Linked DNA regions of Sus scrofa: regions 2, 3 and 4 are each linked to region 1. Evidence: chromatin contacts called from public Hi-C and HiChIP or PLAC-seq data. All regions are on one chromosome and are shown on one strand. Each heading gives the region's core, a stretch centred on a gene start, on an enhancer-like site or on the middle of the called end of the contact. The rest is flanking DNA. Distances are from core to core; before and after follow the strand shown.

Region 1 (2,700 bases), core at 171-2,670:
CAAAAAAAGAAAAAAAAAAAGAAAAGAAAAGAAAAGCCATCATCTTCAGATATTATCTAGCTACAAATATGCCAACTCTAGACGTCATGATACATTTCAAAGATTTTGTTGTTAATTTAAATAACTTAAGAATAGACTTTTACACATAGATTCTGAATCTACACAAATCAAATCATCAATATTTAATAAATGGAGTCCTCCCTAGTGTGTTGCTTCTTTTTAACAGAAAAGTAGAGGACAGGGGTTCTAAAAACTGCTCCCATCCTTGGTACTATGCATGATGTAATTCCATCAACTCTCTACAAAAAGTGAAAAAAATGAATGACCTGCCTATCACAGGGAAACTTTGAAAGGCAATTGAAAATACTATCTAACAGTTGATATCTGCTGAAACCTGGCATACTTGACTGAGAATATAAAATACCATTTAAGAACTATTGCACAGTAGATTAGAAACTAACATACATACTTAAACTTGCTAAAACTCTTTTAGCTGAACTGATTTCCAGCTCTGACAGATGTGAATTTCACTGTCATGAGCCATATGGGCTGCTGTTGGATCCTTCAGAAATTTGACTCAGCAACCACTTCATTATCACTTCTGAATGAGCTCCTTGTTTCTCTAGGTATCTGGTGCTAAAATCTCAGAAGAGAATAGCAGCAGCTACAGCAGCAAAAAAAAGAAAAGAAAAGCTAACAAAACGTTGGCTCCCCTCTAATTTCAGATTTGTCTTCAAGAGATTTTAAGTCTTGCATTTGGGGCCCAGGAGGAGAGATGAATTCTAATTTCAGAGATGCGGAGAGGGGAGGGTTGGGAAGTCCTTGGCGATGCCCGGCCTGGATCAACCTCAGGTTAGAAAAAACAAAGTTCAGAGAAGCCACTGGGCAGGGCAGGGAAGGACAGGGCAAGGCGGCAGTTGGCTACCGGGAACGGAGAGGGCCTCCCCACTTGACCGCGAGGCGAGATCTCGGGAAGGCCCAGGGCCAGTGGAAGCTCCGCGCGCGGTGGAAGTTGTCCCTGCGGGGAAGGAAGAGGCGGGCAGCAAAGGAGCAGCATCTCGGGAGATTGAAGGCCTGGGATGGTTGAAGCCGGTCCTCAGGCACCGTGGGCAGCGGCGCCTGAATAAGGCGCCTATCGGGGAAGGGAATGGCGAGGACTCATACCTGGATGAGCACCTTCACGTACATGAGCGGCTGGGACAGGATGGTGAGACCGGAGCCCAGGAGCACCTGACTGGCCGCGTCCGCCATGATGGCACCCGCGGACGGACAGACAGACGCAGCCACCAAGCGACCGAGCCGGTCCCAGATCACGTGCCAGGGCCGCCGGCTTCACTGGCCTGCCCGCGGCGCGCGCGCGCACGCACGCAGCGGCGCGCGCCTCTCCGCCCAGTCCCCGCCCACCGCCACGCCCCAAGAAACGGCAGGCGCTCGCGAGCGGGAGCAGGGGTCGGGGCGGGGCTTATGCCCTCCACTAGGAATGGCAGTTTCTCTTGCGCTTGCGCGGGCTGGAAGGGCCCAGGCGAAGAAGAATGGGCGTGGCAATGGGGAGTGACCCTGGCCGCATGGGCAAGGTCAGAGTAATAAAAATAATTGAAAAGGGATCTTCGATATTCTTCGCCTCTGCACTTGCTTTTTTGGCATCAGCAAAGTAAACTCTAAGGACTACTCAGCATCAGAATCATAATCTAGTGGCCAAGAAAAACTAGATAGAATAATGACTCCATCAGGGGGTTGCTATTGGTGCATTCATTCATTCATTCATTCAGTTAATGTTAAAACTTCTCGGAAACACATTTTCTGACCTATATTTAAATTCCCCTCCCCTTTGGGAGTTCCCGTAGTGGCGCAGTGGTTAACGAATCCGACTAGGAACTATGAGGTTACGGGTTCGGTCCCTGCCCTTGCTCGGTGGGTTAACGATCCGGCGTTGCCCTTGCCGTGAGCTGTGGTGTAGGTTGCAGACGTGGCTTGGATTCTGCGTTGCTGTGGCTCTGGCGTAGGCTGGTGGCTACAGCTCCCTAGCCTGGGAACCTCCATAGGCTGCGGGAGCGGCGCAAAAAAAGACAAAAAAAAAATAATAATAATAATAAATTTACCTCCCCTTTATTTCCTACCACATTGTCTTTTAACACTTATCATTGTCTGAAATTTATCTTTTTGTCTCCTCCACCGGAATGTAAACCTCGTGAATTCAGGAGCAGGAACTGCCTTTGTTTCTTACTCAACGCCTGGCACATACTAAATGCTCAATAAATATTTATTGCCTATGTGAGCAATTACTTCAGTGCCTACCAGGCTACATGTTACAGACGCAAAAAGGAAAAGGCATTGTCCTTACTCCTTCAGCTCCAGCACACACATTCTATATCAAACAGCACTTAGGCACTTAGGCAGAGCCTGGCACAGAGAATGAAGCAGGAAAGAAAACTTGCATTTTAGATTCTGGTTCTCCTTTGTATACAAATGATTTGGAAGTCGTTTTATCTTTTGTTTTCAGTTTTTGTGTCTAAATCTAAGGATAACACTACTACCTTCCTCTTGATGTTATTGTTAAGTGAAATCATGCATAGGATAAGATTTTTTTAAACAGTGTATTAAAGGAGTTCCTGTCGTGGTGCAGTGGTTAATGAATCCGACTAGGAACCATGAGGTTCCTGGTTCGATCCCCGGCCTCGCTAAGTGGGTTAGGATCCGCCG
Region 2 (2,700 bases), core at 52-2,551, 140 kb after region 1:
GTGCCTGCTTAATTTTCCACTGACTCAGATATCAATAGGAAACAGTCTTTCTCTTTTCCTGTCTATAACCACTTCGGAGAATAAACGACACCTTGGGAACAGTCACGAAAATTCAGCCGCCGAACAAAACGCCCTTTCGGGAGATTTGACAAACACAGCACTTACCAATGAATGAACCTGTTTCTGGTGACGGAGAACAACTTGCCACTTTCCACGTAGTAGAAGCCTCCCGCGCTCTCACTGTATTTCACAGCTCCGGCCACTGCATTTGCAGTTCCTGCAAAAGAAGAGTGGTCACCCTTGCACACGTGGTTCTCAGGGGATGACACGGACTGAGGGCGCTGAGAAAGCAGAGGGTGACAGACTGAAAATCCATGCAAAAAGGGGAAAAAAAGAGAAAGAAGTAGAACACTAATGAAGCTCTGAATCCGGGGCTGGAGGCATGTGGGCTCAGGAGGATGAACTGGAGGACAGAGATTTAGGGATCCACGGGAAGATCCCGAGGGCAGGAGCTGCATCGAGCCCTACTGGATGCTTCCGTACCAATGTCGCAAACTGCGAATTCCCGAAAGTGCCTTGGCCTTTCGCGCTCAGCTCCGCTGAGCTCTACGAAGCTCCGTTCCATGGCTCCCGCCGCCGCCATCTTCCCGCCGCCGCCGCCGCGAGGCCTGACGGGACACCAGCCCAGCCGGGCGGCTGTCGTCACTTCCGGGGGCGGAGCAAGCACAGATGCGGACAGGTGAAGAAACCCGGAAAGGTCTAGGGCCTGTCCGACCCACCGTTGTGAGGCTTCCACCGAGCTGGCCGGAGACAGGGTGGGCAAGGAGGAAGCCAGATGAGAGGAGGCAGGGGGAGCTTGCAGGATCTACCTGCAGGAACCTTTGCGTGTCCGGCGAGGAAGCCCCAAGGGGCGGTGCCATTTTCCCGGCGGCCTCAGGGAAGGGGGCGGAGCCGGGTTTGTTTCCATTTTAAAAACTCCGGCGCGGGCAGCGGCTGGGCAGAGCCTCCAGGGAGGGGCGAGGTCCTAGGAGGCCACGCAGATGGGCGCCATCTACTGGATTTCGAGCTTTTGATCGCCTCTCCTTGCTTCCCCGTGTTACTCAGTGAATCTCCGCCTGGTCTCCTTTTCTTCACCTTTCAGCGACGTGGGTTGGGGGCGGAGTGAAGGGCAGAGTGGCCTTTTGTGTTGGGTTTTTTCGAGAGACTGTATTCGTGTGTTCTTGTATAATGAAGCATAATGTGTTTAATTAAACATTGATGCAGTTACCTGCTTGAAGCCCCTAAATGCTACTCACTTGCATACGTGAAAGAAATTTCCTTTATCTTCCATTTGTGATCTGTTTGGAAGGTCTTGTGCTTTACCTGCATTTAGGGCAGAGTAGATGCTGGATTTGGAGGAAAATGCCAGTCTTCAAGGGGAAAGTTAGTCTAAATCTCATGTATCAACATGACAGATTAAAGACGACCACAAATTCTTTGACTTTTTCCCATCAGGAGGTGGGTCTTTGTCCCTTCCTCTGGAATCTGGGAGGGCTCTGTAACTGCTGTAACTCATTGAACACAGCAGAAGTGACTCTGTGCCAGATTAGCCTTTTAATTTTTTTTTTTTTTTTGGGTCTTTTGTCCTTTTTAGGGCCGTACCCACGGCACATGCAGGTTCCCAGGCAAGGGGTCCAATCGGAGCTGTAGCCGCCAGCCTATGCCACCGCCACAGCAACACCAGATCCGAGCCGCCTCTGCGACACCACAGCTCATGGGAACGCCAGATCCTCAACCCACTGAGCGAGGCCAGGGACCTAACCGGAAACCACATGGTTCCTGCTCATATTTGCTTCCGCTGCACCAGGACAGAAACTCCCAGACTAGCCTTAACAGAGTCTGTTTCTCTCTTGGAGTGCTAACTAGGAGGGAAGCCATCTAATAAATTCAGCTATCCTGGGGTTGCCATCCTGGAGGAATCATGGGGAGAGACCACATGGAAGGGCTCTCAAGTTACTTAAAGTGAGAGATGTCTGGTGAGAGAGTCAAAAGTCACTAAGTTTGGGGTAATTTGTTAGCCAGCAATAGATATCAGGAACATTCTCTTGTCTTTCCTTTACATTCATACTTTTCCTCAACAGTCTTCCACATTTCATTCTTAGATAATGGAAACAACTCCAGTTGATCTTATTTTGCTGTTGTTCTCCCTGCCTCTCCATTTTACAAATACACTCTAACTGTTCCTAAACACCACTTACATTTTGTTTCTTCTTGTTTCACAAAATACTATATGCTGGGTGGCTTAAACAGCTAACACGTACTGCACACAGTTTTGGAGCCTGGGAAGTCCAAAATCAAGAGACCAGCAGATTCAGCGTCAGGTGAGAGTCAGCTTCCTGATTTATAGACAGCCATCTCTTGTGCCGTGTCCTTAAATTGTGGGGATTTTTTTTGTTGTTGGTTTGTTTTTGCTTTTTTATGGTTGCACCTGTGGCATATGGAAGTTCCCAAGTTAGCGGTCCAATTGGAGCTGCAGCTGCTGGCCTACGCCACAGCCGCAACAGTGCCACATCCAAGCTGCATCTGCGACCTGCACCACAGCTCATGGGATAAAGTGGGTCCTTAAACCCACTGAGCAAGGTCAGGGATTGAACCTGCACTCTCATGGGTACTAGTCAGACTCTTAACCCACTGAGCCATGATGGAAACTCCCTGTAGGGT
Region 3 (2,700 bases), core at 188-2,687, 200 kb before region 1:
CAAAGGAAACCCTAAAAAGGATGCCCCTTACATGCGATTAGGCCTCCAAACGCCCACCCACTCTTTCCCCAATGGTCCCCTTGCAGGTTATCTCCAAGCCCCAGTGACCCTCTCTCTTCCCCTCCACATACACACACACCTCGATGACGTTGGAGACCAGGTACGGCAGGGTCTTATTCACTTTGATTTTCTCACTGTTCTCTTTGATCTTGTCCTTCATGGCTTGGAGTTCGTGGGTGACTCGTAACACTTCACTCTTCATGATCTGGGGTAGGGGTAAGTGGAAGCAAACATTCAGCCTTAGCTCTCAGCTTGTCCTAAGGCCTTGTAACTAGTGAAGTCCAGGTTGCCCAAGGGACCCTCCTGCACCGGTGCTCTCAGCTCTAAGGCTCCCTGAAAGCTCAGGCTGTGTCCACAACCAGCAGAGGTCAAAACAGGAGGCCAGTCTGGACACCTCCTGGCGAAATAGCTGGAGTAAAGGGAAAAAGAACATGACTTTAGTCAACCAAACAGAGATTTTAGCTTCTGCCTTTTGTTACAGGCTGTGTACTTCACCAGAGTAAAAAAAAACCTCTGTGAGCCTCAGTTTCTTCATCTGTAAAACGGGGACTTCCTAAAAAAGGGATTCTCCAGGGGAAGACTGAAAGACCTCGCTGGGAAAGGCAGTCTGATGAGTCCTCCTCTCAGGCCTGGTCTCCTGCTACCCTCTCTTCTGGTCCCTTTTAAAGCTTAGTTTTCTTCTCTCTTTTCCTGGTCAGAGGGCGGTCCCCACACCGCCCCTAGGGAGGTCGAGAAAGACGTGAGAGTAGCAGCTGGGATCAGGGGTTGTGCGCCCACCTTGATTTCACTGTCCAGCAGCCGTGTGCGCTGCACGATCTCTTCTGTGGACATCTTGAGTACTTCCTCCCCGATTCCATCTTGCTGTGAAAAAATTTTTTTATTAAACTCAGGGCAGCTAACTGATGACTGTGAGCTCAGCCTCAGTTTCCTCATCCATAAAACCATAAGACCCTTGCCCACATCCCCAGCGGCCCCAACCCCCGGACCGGGCTAGCTCTTGACCCCCCCCGCCCCCAGCCACCGCCTCCCCTCCTGACAAGAGCATCTCTACGCTGGCCCCTGGCTCCAAGACCCCAAGCTCTCCCGCCGCGCACCTCAGCCTCATCCCACACCGTCGCCATCTTCTCCTGCCGAGTCACTGGACTCTCGAGCTGCGGCAGCAGATTCATTTCCTGGAGGAGAAGGTTGAAGATTAAACCGGACAGCAGCCGGGGCGAGAGATTAATAATGTCTTTCTTAACTCCTGCGCTTGACTAACGCCAGCCCTCTTTCTCCAAGTCCTGACTCTTGACAGAATTAGCTTGCGCCGCGTTACCACAGCGAATCTGCGTCTGCGATTCAAAAGACGAGGCCCGGGCCACAGGACCCGCCCCTAAGGCTCCGGAACCGTTCCCGCCCTCGTCCTGTTTATGCCATCGCAAGAGGTAATGCGCTATTGGCTGACACGCGCAGAGGGGCGTGGCCTTGATGTAAAAACGTAAGAGGAAGGAGAAAAGAGGGGAACGAGACGGCCTTTGGGCAATGTAGTCCTAGTCCAGCGGGCGCATGAAAAGGCTCTTTTGCTGCTTTTGGCGCGGGCGGGAGCGAGGGCGAGGGGTGCATTCCCGGCAAATGGAAGTTCCCAGGCTAGGGGTGGAGTCGGAGCCACAACCACAGCAACTCGGTATCATAGCCTCATTTGCGGCCCACACCGCAGCTCGCGGCCAAGCCAGAACCCCAGCCCAGTGAGCAAAGCAAGGGATGAACCCGCATCTTCAGGAATACTAGTCGGATTTGTTTCCGCTACACCACAACAGGAACCCCTGAAAAGCCATTTTTGAAGGGGGGCTTTCAACCTCAGAAACTGGCCCAGTTAAGAATTAGGGAATTCTCTTAATGGAGTTCCTGTTGTGGCTCAGCAATTACCAACTGACTAGTATCCCGGAGGATGCAGGTTTGATCCCTGGTCTGGCCCAGTGGGCTAAGAGGCGTTGCTGCAAGCCTCTTGGTAGGTCACTGATGTGGCTCAGATCTGGCATTGTAGCTGTAGCTTAGGCCGGCAGCTGCAGCTTCGATTTGACCCCTAGCCTGGAAACTTCAGTATGCTGCAGGTGTGGCCCTTATAAAATAAAAAAAATGGGAGTTCCCATTGTGGTTCATGGGAAATGAATCTGACTAGCATTCATGAGGACGCAGGTTCCATCCCTGGCCTCGCTCAGTGGTTTAAGGACTCTGTGTTGCCTGACCTGTGGTGTAGGTCATAGATGTGGCTCGGATCTGTCGTTGCTGTGGCTGTGGCATAGGCCAGTGGCTACACCTCCAGCCCTAGCCCCGGGAACCTCCATATGCCACGAGTGGAGCCCTGAAAAAAAAAAAAAAGAATTAGGGGATTCCCTAAAAGAGGGTGGGCCTCATCCAATCAGTTGAAGATCTGACTAGCACAAAAAGGCTGACTATCCCCAGGGAAAGAGGGAACTCTTCCTGCCTGACTGCCTTGAACTGGCACATGGGTCTTTTTCAGGATTGAGACTTGAACTGAAACATCAGCCTCTTTCTTCTAGGGTCTTGTACCTGCTGGCTTTCAGACTAGAATTTACACTATCAGCTCTCCTGGTTCTCAGGCCTTATGATTTTGATGAAGCTAAACCATCAGCATTCCTG
Region 4 (2,700 bases), core at 128-2,627, 220 kb before region 1:
GCATCTTAGAGATCCCAGAGCAGCATCCCTGAGTGTCCTCCTCCTCCTCCCTCTGCAAAGTAATCAACCTAGGGTTTCCACTTCAGAACTTAGGCGGGGGAAGAGGAGGGTGTCCCGGCAGAACTGTGGGCCTTGAGGGGGAAGCAGACAGGGGGCTTTCAGAGGAAAGCTGATCCTTCTTGGTAGGATTGGGGTCTAAGAAAGGCAGCGTTGGAGTGTGAGGTGGAACAGGGCAACTGGTGTAGCATATGACACTTGTGCCCTCAGAGCCCCCAGTAAGGGAAAGTGACACAGGATGGATGAAGGAAGTACCCTAGGAGGCAGATGAGGGTCAGAGGCTTAGAGACTCCCACCCTGTCACAATCTCTGTCCAAATGAGTACCCAAGGGCCCGTTCCTGAGTATAGGTGGTCCTGGCTGATTCCCAGAGAAGGATGCAAAGTGGAAATGCCAAGCCAGATTCCTAAGACTCTAGAAATGAGAGCTGCTGTCACATGCCCTGGGTTCAGGAATATTCAGGTTTCAATTGTGGCTCTGTCATCCGTGCTATTGTGTGACCCTGGGCTAACTACCCCACCTCAATGGGCTAGGCTGAGGGTTCTTTAAGACAATGCAAGCAGAGTAAATGGCAGGTGTTCAGCAATAAACTGCGGTTATAATAATAATGCTATTGTTTGCTGCCTTAATCTGAGGTGAGGGAAGCACAGAGCTCTTGCTCCCCCAGGTTTGGAGTTACCAGCAGCAGTGTCAAGCCACCGTGCATTGGACTCCAAAGGGTTACAAGCCCTGGAGACAAAGGCCTGAGGTTCCCAGTGAAAAACCAAAGCATAAAAATAATTCGATGAGTAAGAATAAAATTCCCTCTTCTGAGGTTCCCGAGGCTAGGCCCCTCCCTGCGGCAGACACTTCCCCTTTCCCTTGCTCATGGAGGAGCCAGACCAGGCTGACTCAGAGAAGGAGTGCCGCAGCCATCCTCCCACCCCGACCCCGGCCCCAAGCCCCAGCACCGGCCCCGGCCCCGGCTCGGAACGGCACAGTCTAGAAGCCGAGCGCGCCCCCGTGCGGCCGCGGCCGGGACTGCCACCCGAGAGAGGAAGCGGCGGCCAGGCCCTCAAGCCCAGCCACCCGGCCGCTCGTGGTCCCTAGAAGGCCGCCGCCTACGCCCTGCCTAGCCCGACCGAGTGCGGTGTCCAGCGGGCTCCCACTTCCGCTCGACCCTCCCCGCTGTGCCCGGTCCGGCCGGAGCGGAAGTGCGCCAGCCGCCCGGGTCCCCCATGGCCGCGAGGCGGAAGCGCGCTCCGACGGCCGCTCCCCCACTACCCCGCGGCGCGCGGCGCGTCGGGTTCCGGACAGGTCCCGTGTGACGTGGCCGCGCGCGGGGGGCGGCTCCGGGCCGGGGGCCGGGTGGCCGGGCCGGGCGGGGCAGACCCGGGGCGGGGCGGGGCTCCGCAGCTGGATGGCCGGGGCCGCCCGTAGCGCCGCCGCTGCCGCCGCAAGGTGAGTGACCGCCCGACCCTCAGGGCCCATGCCCCAGGCGGGACAAACCCTGCCCATCCCGTTGACTTCGGCCCGGCTTGTCTAGATCAGACCTGGGCCTCTTGCCCAGAGCCCGGGAATTCAACTTCCTTGGGCTCTTCTCCCGGCTCCCCACGCGTCGCTCCTCATCTCTCCCTCTCTCTCCCCTTCCGCATCCATCTCCCACTCTCCAGCTCTCCACTCCTGACTCTCCCGCTCCTTGCTTTCTCCTTTCTCTCCGCTTGCTGACTCCCTCGGTACCCTCTCTTCTGTTCCAAACTTGTGGTCCTCTAACCTTTAAGTGACCCGCCGCCGCCTCCAAGTCAGGCCTGGCTCAGTCCTGCTTTTTGGTCCCCAGTGGAGCCCTGCGGATTTAAGGCCTGGAGAGCCTAGACTGGAGCATCTTTAACAGCTGCTTTCCGCCCCCGCCCCCGCCCCCGCCCCCTTCCCAACTCCATCAGCAAATGCGGAAAACTGAGGCACGGCCATCACTGGCTCAAGGTCACAGCCAGCATGAGGCAGGGAAGACCACATTTAAACCTCATGCCTGAGTTTCCAGATTTGTACTTCCCTCTTGGTTGACTCACATCCAGGTCCTGTGATCCATCCGCTGGGTGCACTCCAGGTGTCCACTGCTCCTGGGTCCCAGCAGCATAAGGAGGGCTTTCTGTGCCTGATCCATGCCAGGCATGCTCACCTGTTTAGCAAGCTCATCTCATTTGTGTGAGGGAGGCAAATTCTCTCCATCCTACAGAGAAGGAGACTGAGGCTCAGAGAGAGTCTTCAGGGATTTACCCCCAACCAGCAGCTATAAGCTCAGAGCACAAAGTCAAGGGCAGGTCTTCAAAGCCTGTGCTCTATACATCTGTGAGGCAGCTCCTAACTGAAGGAGCCTCTGTCTTCAGTCCCACCTCCTGTTTGGCCCATTTCCTAGGAAGAAGCCCTAATGATCCTAATCTAGATCAGCTGGTTGGTTTCCCCACCTGCACTCCTCCTATTGCCCCACCAAGCTAGGTGGTGCCGGCCTCTGTCCCTGGGGGTGCTTCACTGGAGGACATCCCGGCCCAAAGCCTCCCCTGGCAGCCAGACATCCAGCTGGGCCAGGCCTGCCAGTGGCTGAGGGGAACCTAGCCAGCGCCTCACCCTGTCATTAAGGAAAGTTTAGCCTCAGGCGGACAGGCTGACA

The links. A called contact is a pair of places that touch in the nucleus more often than the background predicts. HiChIP or PLAC-seq counts read pairs in DNA pulled down with a chosen protein or histone mark.
Region 2: a Hi-C map of embryonic fibroblasts shows a contact between it and region 1, with 1.8 times the contacts expected there. The contact joins the promoter of NUP160 here to the promoter of MTCH2 in region 1. A contact is called at or near these places in 7 of 47 Hi-C or Micro-C datasets (alveolar macrophages, embryonic fibroblasts, heart right ventricle and 4 more) and 2 of 2 datasets of contacts at active chromatin or transcription factors (alveolar macrophages and skeletal muscle).
Region 3: a contact with region 1 is called in a Hi-C map of liver, with 4 times the contacts expected there. The contact joins the promoter of PSMC3 here to the promoter of MTCH2 in region 1. A contact is called at or near these places in 1 of 5 promoter capture datasets (liver), 2 of 47 Hi-C or Micro-C datasets (both in liver) and 1 of 2 datasets of contacts at active chromatin or transcription factors (alveolar macrophages).
Region 4: an H3K27ac HiChIP or PLAC-seq map of alveolar macrophages shows a contact between it and region 1. The contact joins the promoter of SLC39A13 here to the promoter of MTCH2 in region 1. A contact is called at or near these places in 1 of 5 promoter capture datasets (fetal liver), 1 of 47 Hi-C or Micro-C datasets (skeletal muscle) and 1 of 2 datasets of contacts at active chromatin or transcription factors (alveolar macrophages).

Annotation. Positions count from the first base shown.
Region 1 is chr2:14,981,711-14,984,410 of Sscrofa11.1, reverse strand. MTCH2 (mitochondrial carrier homolog 2) reads right to left here and starts at 1,420. Exons shown (of 13, transcript XM_003353877.5): 1 at 1,165-1,420. The coding sequence starts at 1,251.
Region 2 is chr2:14,838,657-14,841,356 of Sscrofa11.1, reverse strand. It overlaps NUP160 (nuclear pore complex protein Nup160), which reads right to left and starts at 1,301. Exons shown (of 37, transcript XM_021085052.1): 1 at 1,296-1,301; 2 at 544-865; 3 at 166-277. The coding sequence starts at 1,301.
Region 3 is chr2:15,184,219-15,186,918 of Sscrofa11.1, reverse strand. It overlaps PSMC3 (26S protease regulatory subunit 6A), which reads right to left and starts at 1,437. Exons shown (of 12, transcript XM_003122809.3): 1 at 1,155-1,437; 2 at 838-921; 3 at 140-265. The coding sequence starts at 1,229.
Region 4 is chr2:15,201,613-15,204,312 of Sscrofa11.1, reverse strand. It overlaps SLC39A13 (zinc transporter ZIP13), which reads left to right and starts at 1,377. Exons shown (of 10, transcript XM_003122808.6): 1 at 1,377-1,496.